Regions from separate parts of the Danio rerio genome. Here region 2 is linked to region 1. Evidence: chromatin contacts called from public Hi-C data. All regions are on one chromosome and are shown on one strand. The core of a region is the stretch at or near the end of the contact, and the rest is flanking DNA. Distances in the headings are between cores, read along the strand shown. Region 1 has its middle 98 kb from the start of midn. Region 2 has its middle 55 kb from the start of midn.

Region 1 (6,329 bases), core at 2,857-5,356:
TGAAATGATAGTGGTGGTGTCCCATTTTTAGTGCAATATTTCTATTCCTAGCCAAGGAGAAGGCTTAGAGGAAAGGGTATGTGGAGGGGTATACAATAGAATTTTGTAGGGATTGAAGGGATTGGGCCTTAGAAGCACAGGGATAAAAAAAATAAACCCCCACCTCAGTATTCACTTTTATTTGGAAATATGTCATCATACTGAAGTAAAAGTGTTCAGCAACTTCTAGTTCAAGACGACTTTGATTACACTTTGAATTATTCACAAAGCTGCAACGGAAAAAGTATTTCACAGAATGATGCTAAAGTGAAATAAATTTGCTAAAAGCAAAAACATTCTGATCCAAAATGGCTATCCATGCCCTATCTTTTACTCTTCCTTAAAAACATCATTCTACCACAGTATTCTGCTGATGTATTATATTGATACAGTGACACTCAAATCCCTGCTGCCTCTTTCAATGCCAGCTGAACTTTCTTTGAACCTCTACCCTCTTAAGGAAAAAGCAATATCATGTTTATCTGTGTAATCTCGATGTTCACACTTTGTGTATGTGTGAGTACAAGACACTCTCTGCGTTTTCACCTTTAGTTGAATGTACTCTGTGTCCTTGCTGAGAGATACGGTGTCATTGATTGTGTAGATTGAAGGTTAAAATTATAAATTCAATTTTAATTGCACAAAAACTCAACAATGGATATATACTCTGATTAACTCTATTTAAAGTGGTTAAAAACGTTTTTCAAAATTGTCCTAAGACAAGAATGGGTAGTTTCAGGACAACTTTGTTTAAAGGTTTTGATCCAATTTATATGTTGACTATATGTAAATGCATTGTATATGAATATATTCTATACAGTAAGTAACGATGTTTGCTAAACTAAATGCATCAAACATTTTAAAATACCAGTCAGGAAGGTCACCATGAAATGTTTCTTTCTTTTTTTTTTTTCTTTCTTTCTTTCTTTTTAAAGCATAAGATATAAATGGCAATTAAAAAAAAAAATCTGTCCTTGTGATCTTTAATCAAAAATAACTTCCCTCTCAGCAACATCTCTGATGATGCATTTACTGCTGCTGTAGTGAATCAATCTGTCCCTTAACCAATAGTAAAGCACTATTTTCCAATAATCAATTTTTTTTAATAAACTAAATCAAGTCCGGCCTTACTTTTTTATTTGAGAAACCATGTTTCACTCTGACATGTCACAGGAAAGAAAAAAATGCTTGTTTATAATTTCTGTTCAAGTTATTTTTAAATCTCCACGAATGAGGACTGTCAAGTTTTAAAAAGCATTAAAAAAATCTTCCTTTGGATTTCACAATATAAAGAAAGCCTATTTTGTTGCTTTTGTTGGTTCAAAAGACCCATCCCTCACTGAAAAAGGTCCAAAATTTGTCCCATACATGAGCTCATTTGTCCTATTTTGACTGCTATGCCATCATAAATTAATCAAAATACTCCATCTAAAAAGGATGTAAGACCAATCGGAATCCTCTTTGTGACTTCAGCTAATCAGTTTTGCACAATGCAAACAATTATTTTTCATAAGTTCAACATCCAGCTGTGCAAAAAAAAAAAACAATAAAAAACATACAATCTGATGTAAGTGAAGTTAAAATAGACTACAGTTTATAATTTAAAACTTTAATAGATTCCTATTTTTTCTAATGAGATATGATGTCAATTGTATTTAAAAAATGTGTTTTATATTTCTTTATTCGGGGTTTCTGCAGGTTTCAACAAGTCAAGTTTAAGACTTTTTAAGACCATTTAAAGACTGTTTTAAATGAAATTTTAGACTTATACAGGGCTTTTACTAATGGCCTGGTTGTTGTTGCTTTTTAATGTTATTTGATACAAGTTATTTCTTAGCCAAATATTTTCATTTGTCAAAACAAGAAAACTAGTTGCATATACTTTTTTTTCAACATATGTCTTTTTTTTTTTAATGACAAGTTTAATATTGTTAAAAGTATATTCATTATAGACACAATTACAAAATTACATATATTTGATGGCTTTTTGTTTAAATGGATTGAGTATAACTCCTTTAAATGCTTTCTGTTTTCAAACCTTGCCTATTCCATGTCCATTTATAATTATGTTGGTTCCCCTTCTGTACATATTTTTGTATTTTTGTATAACTGGAGGATCATGTTATTATCATGAGAAATTGTGTAATTGTTTTTAGGTTTCTTTCTTTGATTAGAGAATTCAATTTGGTAATTTTTTCTATCAAAAATGACTTTTGTCAATTGTATCTCTTTGCAATAAAAAGTTAAACATATATACAGTTGAAGTCAGAATTATTAAACTCTATTTTGATTTTTTTTCTTTTTTTTAATTTTTCCCAAATGATGTTTAATAGAGCAAAATAAATAAATAAATAAATAAATAAATAAATAAATAAAAATCACAGTATGTCAGATAATATTATTTCTTCTGGAGAAAGACTTATTTGTTTTATTTTGGCTAGAATAAAATAAGTTTTTTTTTTTAAAAACCATTTTAGGGTCAAAATTATAAGCTCATTTAAGCTATGTTTTTTCGATAGTCTATAGAACAAACCATACAAGGACAGAGGAAAATTAAGACCTGTTTAAAATGTTTTAAGTCCAACAACACAACATATCAGTGAATTTAAGTCTTTTTAAGGCCTAACACAGTGGTTCTCAAATTTTTTTCATCAAGTACCACCTCAGAAAAAAATAGTCTCTCCAAGTACCACCAAAAAGAGCAGTATTGAAATACAGTAGTATAGTAGGCCCAGTAAAGCAGCTAAAACTCTGCACAGTTAAAAAATGTGGCAAATTACCTCAGAAATATAAGCTATATGTCATATATGGCATATTATATACATAATTTTTGATAAATTTTGAAATATATGTAGCATGTACATGACATATTTCATTCCTCCGCGTACCACTAGAAGGAAGCCCGCGTACCACTAGTGGTACACGTACCACAGTTTGAGAACCACTGGCCTAACATTTTGCGACCCCACAGAGACACCCTGTTTATTCTAAATGTTTCGGAAATATTTTTAGTACATCAAAATGTGAGGTTATCACCAACAAGCTAATCCAGCTAAACATATTGCTTAAAGTATCATTAAAAAGAAGGGTAACGCTTTATTTTAATGGTCCATTTGAATATTAAACTGTCTGCTAAATATCTGTTGATCAAGACTTTTAACCAACTATAAGAAAATTAGCAAGTACATGTCAACTTAAATATCTCATAAATTAAATACAAAATGAAGCGAATATCCCCCAAAAAAGTAAGGTTATTTTATTAATTAATTTTTTTGTGAAAAAGAAAAAAAGGACCACACTTTCACCAGGCTGGCTATGGGCCTGTTTTGAATGACACTTTTGAATAAAATCATGACAGAAATTGTGCGAACTATCCCTTTTAATGTCTAAAGAGTCTCAATTGTGTAATTATCTCCCACCGAGACGTTATTTTATGCACATACTGTGTGCTGCATTCATGTAATTGTCATCTGAAGAAGGATTTTAGGGATTTTTCTCTGTTTACCTCGAGCCGTCTTAGTGTAGCGTTCCTTTGTGGTTGGACCTTGAAAGGGAATATAAATGGTCTTTTTTGAGGATTAGGAGACAGGGATTTGTTTAGAGCAGCGTGAGATAGATGGCAGTGCTGTGTTCCGTTTTGCCTGTGCTCGTCGCCGTGAGGTGATGCTTCCCCTCATGACGCACTAGTTTGCGCGCTGACGTGGTCTCTGAGATTACAGTCACTGAGGTAAATGGAGGAAAGAACACCAGGCGCTGTCAACAACAGCGCGCGCGTGGGCGTGGAAGGCGCGTTCACACACACATAAAACACACACAGCGTCGTTTACGAACGGTGCAATATATAACAATAAATCCATCATAACTTTTCCTTTCTATCCACCTTCCAGCTGAAAGTGACTCACCGGGAGAGATGTGTAAATGTCAAGAGAATTAGCCGTCGCTGCTTTATTTACCGGCACCCACGGACGAACAGCTGACAGGGACTGCGATAGGACAGGTTCAAGAAATTCACTTCACCCCCACAGAAAATACAAACCTCTCCATTCCTCATCCTGCAGAACAAACGAGTTCGTGTGCTTATCATTGTGAATGCACCATGCCTGGAAGGTCACGATGTGCTGCAACTGAACGGACATCCTTCACAGCATGTGTGCGATTTATTATCGCTTAGATGTCACGATGACACATCAAAACATCAGCACTTTTAATAATAGCAACAATGCGCAAAACTTGTTGCAAAGTTGTTTATTTCTAGTAATATTTGGATTCATTTATAATTATATTGTGATACAAACAATATTGTTCGGTGCAGAATTCATAAATATAGCTGCAGCATAAAAATAAATAAATAAATAAAATAAATCCACTGCCATTTTAGTGTAGCTTTGCTTCTGAACTATTGATTTGTTTATGTTTTACTGGAAAGCAAAATTATTAATCAATTAATTTTAGTGTGTTCATGTGTGATCGAGTGCACAATTTTTATCTCTTCAGTATGTTTACTGTTCCCAAAAAACAAGCCTGACAGGATTCTTTTTTTTTCATGATTAAAACCCATCCGTGTGCAAGCATGTGATGTGGAGGCGGAGGGGGCGTCTAGGGAAGATGATCAGGGGGTTGTGCAGAGTGTGAGTTCGGATCAGACGCAGCTTTTTGCAGTCTGATATTCAAACCCTTTGTCCTAATGTAGCTCTGTGAAAATTGACTCAGACTGAGGGCTGTGTAGGCAACTTCCTGGCTTGAACTCCACTCAATACGCCCACAAAGCCAGCCGGCTCTTTTTAGATACTCAACATTAGGTCTGGCCAAGACTCATCGCAGTGTGTGGACTGGAGGAGACGGAGGTAGGCTGGAAGTGTTTGCGAATAACTTTTGTGGCCCCGACTGAGTGTTTCGCAGACCTACCAGCGTAGTGCAAGACGCTGCGAAGAGCTGAAGTACAAGTAGATCAAATGCCATTGACTCAAACATGACGCAACAGTGCAAACTATTCTTTAGGGAATATAATCTGTTAATTACCGTCATTTACTCATCCTCATGTTCTACAAATCAAAAATGTCTCAGTGTTTTTGTTCAAATAATGACTCGCATTATGGTCCAGTGCTGTTTTAGATACCACAGATTTTAATTAGGGCCCAGTGCTGTTTTGGACCCTAATGACCATTGACTTGCATTATGATCCAGTGCTGTTTTGGATTGCATTGACCATTGACTTGCATTAGTGTTCAGTGCTGTTTCGGACCTCACTGACATGCATTAGTAAGTGCTGTTTTGGTCCCCATTGACCATTGATTTGCATTAGGGTCCAGTGCCGTTTTGGTCCCTATTGACTTTCTTTAGGATCCAGTGCTGTTTTGGACCCCATTGACTTGCATTAGGGTCCAGTGCCGTTTTGGACCCCATTGACTTTCTTTAGAACCCAGTGCTGTTTTGGACCCCATTGACGTGCATTAGGGTCCAGTGCCGTTTTGGACCCCATTGACTTGCATTAGGGTCAAGTGCTGTTTTGGATCCCATTGACAATTGACTTGCTTTTGGGTATAGTGTTGTTTTGGACCCCATTGACAATTGACTTGCTTTTAGGGTCTACTGTTGTTTTGGACCTCACTGACTTCCATTAGAGTCCAGTGTTGTTTTGGACTTCATTGACAATTGATATTTTATTAGGGTCCAATGCGGTTTTGGTCCCCATTGACTATTGACTTGCATTAGGGTCCAGTGTTGTTTTGGTTTCCCATTGACTTCCTTTAGGGTCCAGTGCTGTTTTGGACCCAATTGACAGTTGACTTGCATTTAGGGTCTACTGTTGTTTGGGTCCTCAATGACTTGCATTAGAGTCCAGTGTTGTTTTGGACCTCATTGACCATTGTTTTTTATTTTTATTTTTATGAGGGTCCAGTGCAGTGTTGTTCACAATTGACTTGCATAAGGGCCCAGTATAGTGTTGGTCCCCATTGACTTGTAAAAGGATCCAGTGTTGTTTTGGTGCCATTGAATTCCTTTAGGGTCCAGTGCTGTTTTGGACCCCATTGACTTTCATTAGGGGCCACTGTTGTTTTGGACCTCAAGGACTTGCATTAGAGTCCAGTGTTGTTTTGGACCTCATTGACCATAGATTTTTTTATCAGGGTCCAGTGTGGTTTTTGTCCCCATTGACTACTGACTTGCATTAGGGTTCAGTGTTGTTTTGGTTCCCAGCAACTTTTGACTTGCATTAGGGTCCAGTGCCATTTTGGTCCCCATTAACTTGTACTTTTGAACTTTTTAACTTTCAGTGGTTTTCGATGTTT
Region 2 (5,706 bases), core at 602-3,101, 41 kb after region 1:
AATTGAGGATGAGACCTTTGGTTTAGGTGAACAATTAATCAATGCAAGTTAATCCTCTGGACAAAAGTTTGTTTTGGTAATCTTGATCAAATTTGACCATTTGTTTTTACGTTTGGATTGGTGGTCATTCTCTGTTGATGCTATTTTGGTGGTTTCAGCCACAAAATTCTTAACTCTTACTATTAGTTTGCTATGAGTGAATGATGCCCCTACTCAATATTCTGCTTCACTTTGAAGTACATCAACTGAAATAAGTCTCAGCAACTTCAAGTTCATGCTGACTTAAAATATTATGGACCCCTATCAAAAATCTAGTGATTTTATTAAAACAATCCCTCCAAAAATCACCAAATCAGATGTTAAGCTAAATAAAATTCAGTTTAACCTGACTCCATATTTTACGCAAAACACGTAATATTTTAACATCCCTATTCAATACAGCAACCAGTATCTCATAGTAGACTTTACCGCCACTGACTTCATTGAAAGAAGACCTGCTAGCAGAGCCCTTCATTGGCTTTTGTTGCCCTTGAAATGGCCCTTGAAAGGATGCTTTGTACCAGGCCTGAAAGAGCCAACTGTTTCTTTGCGCATGCCCCCAGCAACACCCCCTCCTCCAAGAGCTTCACGTATTAATTCAAGGTATCTGGTTGCTCGGTATCTTGTTTTACAAAAAGCCTGCAAAAGACAGATTGGTTATCAGGACCAGCTGTCCCAGGCATGGCGGGCCTGCTCTCCGGGAGGCCTGGCGGACTTGTAGACACAGGCCGAGAGCAGATGGACGGAGTCCAGGATCAATCCGGTGAATCAATAGCCGGCGTCTGACTTGAGGAGGGGGTTGAGGTGGAAAGGTGAGTTCGAGCAAGTGATATGGAATTGAGAGGATATGAACGAGAGGCACTGATGTCACTACCTGTGCATTTCAATAGGGGGCATGAGATTTCAAAAGCGGAGGAGGGTTTCTAGGCTAAATATAAGATGTATATTTTGAGAAAGCACACACTTAAATAGGCCAGACAATTAATGTGAGCGATATACTGCAAAATTGTTATGTTTAACCATTCTTAAAGCATTACGTATATAGAAAGGAGATTGAAATAATAAAACAACCTACAATTTCCTACATTTTCTAAAGGTCACTGCTTAGTTCTATTTGAAGTTAACCTAACCTAAGAGTAAATAAGCAGTTTTTAAGCATCTTTCGTTAGATAAAAAGTATTATGAAGCATGGTATAAGTAACTGCATTAACGGTTTGCCAGTTGAAGAGGGAAAGGATCTGTCTCGACATATAGTGTCTTGTCTTAGCTATAATTTAGGATTTTTGTTTTAAACAAAAGATGTACCAATTAATAAAAAAAATTATAATTACTTTTGAGTGGTCTTATAAGAACCATATTTTGCTTTAAATTAGCTTATTCCAACTGTATATTTGTCTTGATTTCATAAAGCTATCAAAAAAAGATATATTATACACCAATATGTTTATATGTCAAAATTCTACACCATTTTGCACTGTTAAACAAGTCAAAATGACTGAGTAAGGATATAAATAGCACAGTGTGCAGCAGCAGTGCAAAAACTAAGCAAAAAAAATCCCCCAGCTTCCTCTTACATTGTGTGTACTTTCTTTCTTTTTTTACACGATTACAAACCCCCATCCGTCTCGAATATCTGAAAACTAATTTGAATCACAGACAGAGCCGAAAACGGAGCCTGGTATACAGCTAACCAAGCTAATTTGTTCAAAAGCCCATCCATCCAGTTTACATGAATATGTTGCCTCAGTGAGACAATAAAAGCCTGGGTCAGATCTGGAAGCTCCCAACACAGGAGCAAGACAACCTGGCTTTAGCCTTGTCTGTTCCCCTCCCCCTTTGCAGTAGCATCTGTTAGCCTGCTAGCCATATTAGCTGCTTATACCCTTCCAGTCATCCCATGTTAGCGAAAGCCGACCATACTAAAGATATTTTTTTTCAGAAACTCACAGGCTAGTTTGTGAAATGAAAATACTTGATCATATATTGTAAACTTTTTATGCGTGACTATGACTGACACAGACTTAGCTACCGGCCACTAGCAAGACAAGAAGTGAAATATTGTTTGTGAGGCAGAAGTCAGAGGGAGTGCACTAATGCACAGGGTTTCTTGTGAGGGTAATGAGTACCCACAGTTCCCTGCTGAGAGAGGAAGTAGAGTGTAAATAGAGGGATTCCCACCTCGGCAGCGCAGCCGCTGTCATTGAGATAAGAATGGAAATTTCACAATGGCTGCCGTTTGGGGATTCTGGCCTCCTGTTCTCTCCCAGACGCTTGCCTCTCCTGTTCAAATATCTTTTGGGTCTGCCTGCCTGCCTGGTGGGAGTTTCTGCAAGTTGAAGTCATGAAGCACAGGAATTTCTCGGGTTTGTTTTCATAGTTAGTCAGAAACAAAACACACTGCATCTGTTCAAATAAATGGGAATACGGTCAGCAGAAGTAGACATTACTGAAGATATTTTAGTTATTTAATTATACATTAGCATTTTAACTGTGTTTTCTGTTTTTAATTGTAACTCAGATTGTCTTAAGTTGACAGACTTTTCTTTGGTAATGTATGCAGGACTTCCTTCAATCATTGAACAGTAGCCGTCTTTATAGACTTGGTCTGTGTCATGTCATTGCTGGGGGCGCGACATGGCGTAAAACAACCCTTCCCCCTCAATTGAAAACGAACAGTGTTAACCTTGTGTTAAGGCAAAAAAATGAGCATTTTAAAATTAATACTGACACCCCTCCCAGTATAAGCATCCCTCATCAAAATCATTACCGGACTCCCTATTCTCCTCTAAATAATAACCCTACCACACAATAATCCATCCATTAATTCATATACTGCTGAATTTGTTGATGTATAATCTGGCAGAGGGACAGCACAGTGGCACAAGTAGCACAATCGCCTCACAGCAAGGTCGCTGGTTCGAGCCCCAGCTGGGTCAGTTTCTGTCTGTGTGGAGTTCGGGTGTTCTCCCTGTGTTTGCGTGGGTTTCCTCTGGGTCCTCCGGTTTCCCCCACAGTCCAAAAACATGCGATACAGGAAAATTGATGAAATTGGTGAATTGGGCATCCACTGCGTAATACATGTGCTGGACAAGTTGGTGGTTCATTCCGCTGTGGCGACCCCAGATTAATAAAGAGACTAAGCCGAAAAGAAAATGAATAAATGGATAATCTGTCAGAGACGCATATTTTTTTGCCAGTACACTGACTTTTAGCCTGACCATAACCAGACAAACTAAATTTAAGACAATTATTATGTTTGTGTGTGACAATGTGGAACATTACCAACACTAAAACCTAACCTGAAACTGAAAAGGTTCATATTCTGCATTTCAGCTTGTTCTTTGAATCCTTTGCAAATCATTTTGTTCTTTGAATCCTTCACAGCACATTGCAACATATCAATTTTATTTTACATGTTATTTCAATTCCGGGATCACTGTGAATCATGTTTAACCAGGCGGACTGTTTAATCTGACGAAGCACTGACAAATATTAAAGGTAAAACAAACTACACCATAAAATATATAAGGGTTCATTTAAAAGGCAAAAGTGTGATGTATGAAAATTTTTTAACACCATTTAAACCAAAAGACTGATTAAAGCATGGTATATTTTCTTTTCTTTTTTTTTTTTTGCATGTTTATTTATCAGTATTCGGTGGCAGAGAGAGCTTAACGTGCAGCAATTTAAGAAAACATGTCCAATTACAAAAAACAGCAGCAAATTGAGAAAAGATATTCATCTGTTTGACACGTGCAGCAAACTGTCACAATACAAACGCATTTAAAAAAAAAAAAAACGCACTGCATTTTCACACAAGCAAACAATTTATGAAAGTGTGCTGTATTTTCTCACAACGCAAACAATAAAATGTGCTGCATTTCTCACAACGAAAACAATTAATAACTTGCTGCATTTTCACACAACACAAACAATAAAACATGCTGCATTTTCTCACAACGCAAACAATTTATGAAAGCGCGCTGCAATTTTACACAATGCAAACAATTAATAAAACATGCTGCATTCTCACAACACAAAAAATGAATAAAACGTGCTGTATTTCTCACAATGCAAACAATTTATAAAAGCGTGCTGCATTTTCACACAGCGCAAACAAATTAATAAAACCTGCTGCATTTTCTCACAACACAAACATATTAATAAAACGCACTGCATTTTCTCACAACGCAAACAATTTATAATGCTTGCTGCATTTTCTCACATCGCAAACGATTAATGAAACATGCTGAATTCTCTTACAACACAAACAATTTACATAACACTTTCAAATAGCTCAAAACACAACTGAAATGTTTCAAGGAGTCCCTAAAACATGACGATCCGGCTATTTAGGTTATGGTTATTTAGGCTTAAATTACAAAAGACAAGGGAATCGGGATGTTAAAATAACAAAACAAAAAAAAAACCTTTCAAAGATCACCTACAACTTCACTAAGCAATAGTCACTTCACAGCGGCATCAGTCACATTTTTTGGTCTCCTTTAAACATTTCTGTTGTGTTCCGTTTCTTTTTGTGTTGTGAGAAATGTAGCCCGTTTTATTCATTTGTTTGCATTGTGGGGAAATGCAGTGCATTTTTAATGTGTTTGCGTTGTGAGGATTTGCAACATGTATGCTGTCAAACGGATGAAGATCTTTTCTCAATTTGCAGGTGTTTTTTCTGTACTTGCATGTGTTTTCTTAAATTGCAACATGTTAAACTCTCTCAGTCACCATAGTATATAAAACATAAGATCAGGATTTTAAATGTATAAGAGGTGCAAAACATCATACAGCAACGTTCGGTACAGGTTTTTATAGATTTACTGTATGTGCATTCATTTTAATGGGTTGTTTTCCCTCACAGCAAAGGGAAATGATGTTTTTATGGGTGTTTCTGGCTATGCCAACTAAATCTATATCATCCAAAACCACATTTTCAAGGCATTTCATAAAGTGAGTCTCATGTATCCACTTTTTTTTCTGCAAGGGCAAGATACTGGTCAGATCTACCTTCATCCAATAAATAACCAATGGCCCATCTTTCAGTTTTGGGTGACAACAAATAACTTTTGTTTACTATAACATCTCAACAATCCCTACATATCAAAAATTTCTCAACCAATGGATGCGAGATAGGGTGGGTTTATTTGTTTGGCCCACCAACGGGTGACAGCAGAAATAGTGCAGAACTTGGAAAGATTCCAGTGAGCTGATTATTTTACCATCATTGTCATCTTCAACGTGAGTTTACGCAATACATTCAGCACTTATTGGAGGCATCACATGATAGATTACTGTTATAATTTGAGCAATATGAAGAAGGTTAATTCCAAAAATATTGAGAGGAGATGGTTTGTGACTGATGGGCCAAAATCTCAAGGTAAGGGCCCATTTAAGGGCTAAAAGTGGCACAAGTGACATAAATTGACTTAGTTCAGCTTTGACAAAAGTGCTCATACATAAAGAAAAGCAGCCCTAAATTAAAAATCGCAAAGCTTTTTAGACCTCTATTTATACCCTTCGGCAAATGAATCTTTGTCGCGTATTAGAATGGAAGCCTATTATGATTTAGAGGCCTTTTCAAATATGTCAAAAGAGTCAGCTGGTGCTGCTACAACACCTAAAAGATCCAGATCTAAATCCTTTGTGGATTAATTCAGC

What was found. Hi-C and Micro-C count contacts between places; a contact is called where the count stands out from the background.
Region 2: a Hi-C map of embryo shows a contact between it and region 1, with 1.4 times the contacts expected there. The contact joins two enhancer-like sites. A contact is called at or near these places in 2 of 18 Hi-C or Micro-C datasets (caudal fin and embryo).

Annotation. Positions count from the first base shown.
Region 1 is chr22:18,350,700-18,357,028 of GRCz12tu, forward strand. No RefSeq gene overlaps it. Among named protein-coding and RNA genes, the nearest start is that of midn, 98 kb to the right of the region's middle. Within about 2 kb of position 4,107, at least 60 of the 62 cell types and tissues checked have an H3K27ac peak or open chromatin away from gene starts, as enhancers often do.
Region 2 is chr22:18,393,495-18,399,200 of GRCz12tu, forward strand. No RefSeq gene overlaps it. Among named protein-coding and RNA genes, the nearest start is that of midn, 55 kb to the right of the region's middle. Within about 2 kb of position 1,852, at least 38 of the 62 cell types and tissues checked have an H3K27ac peak or open chromatin away from gene starts, as enhancers often do.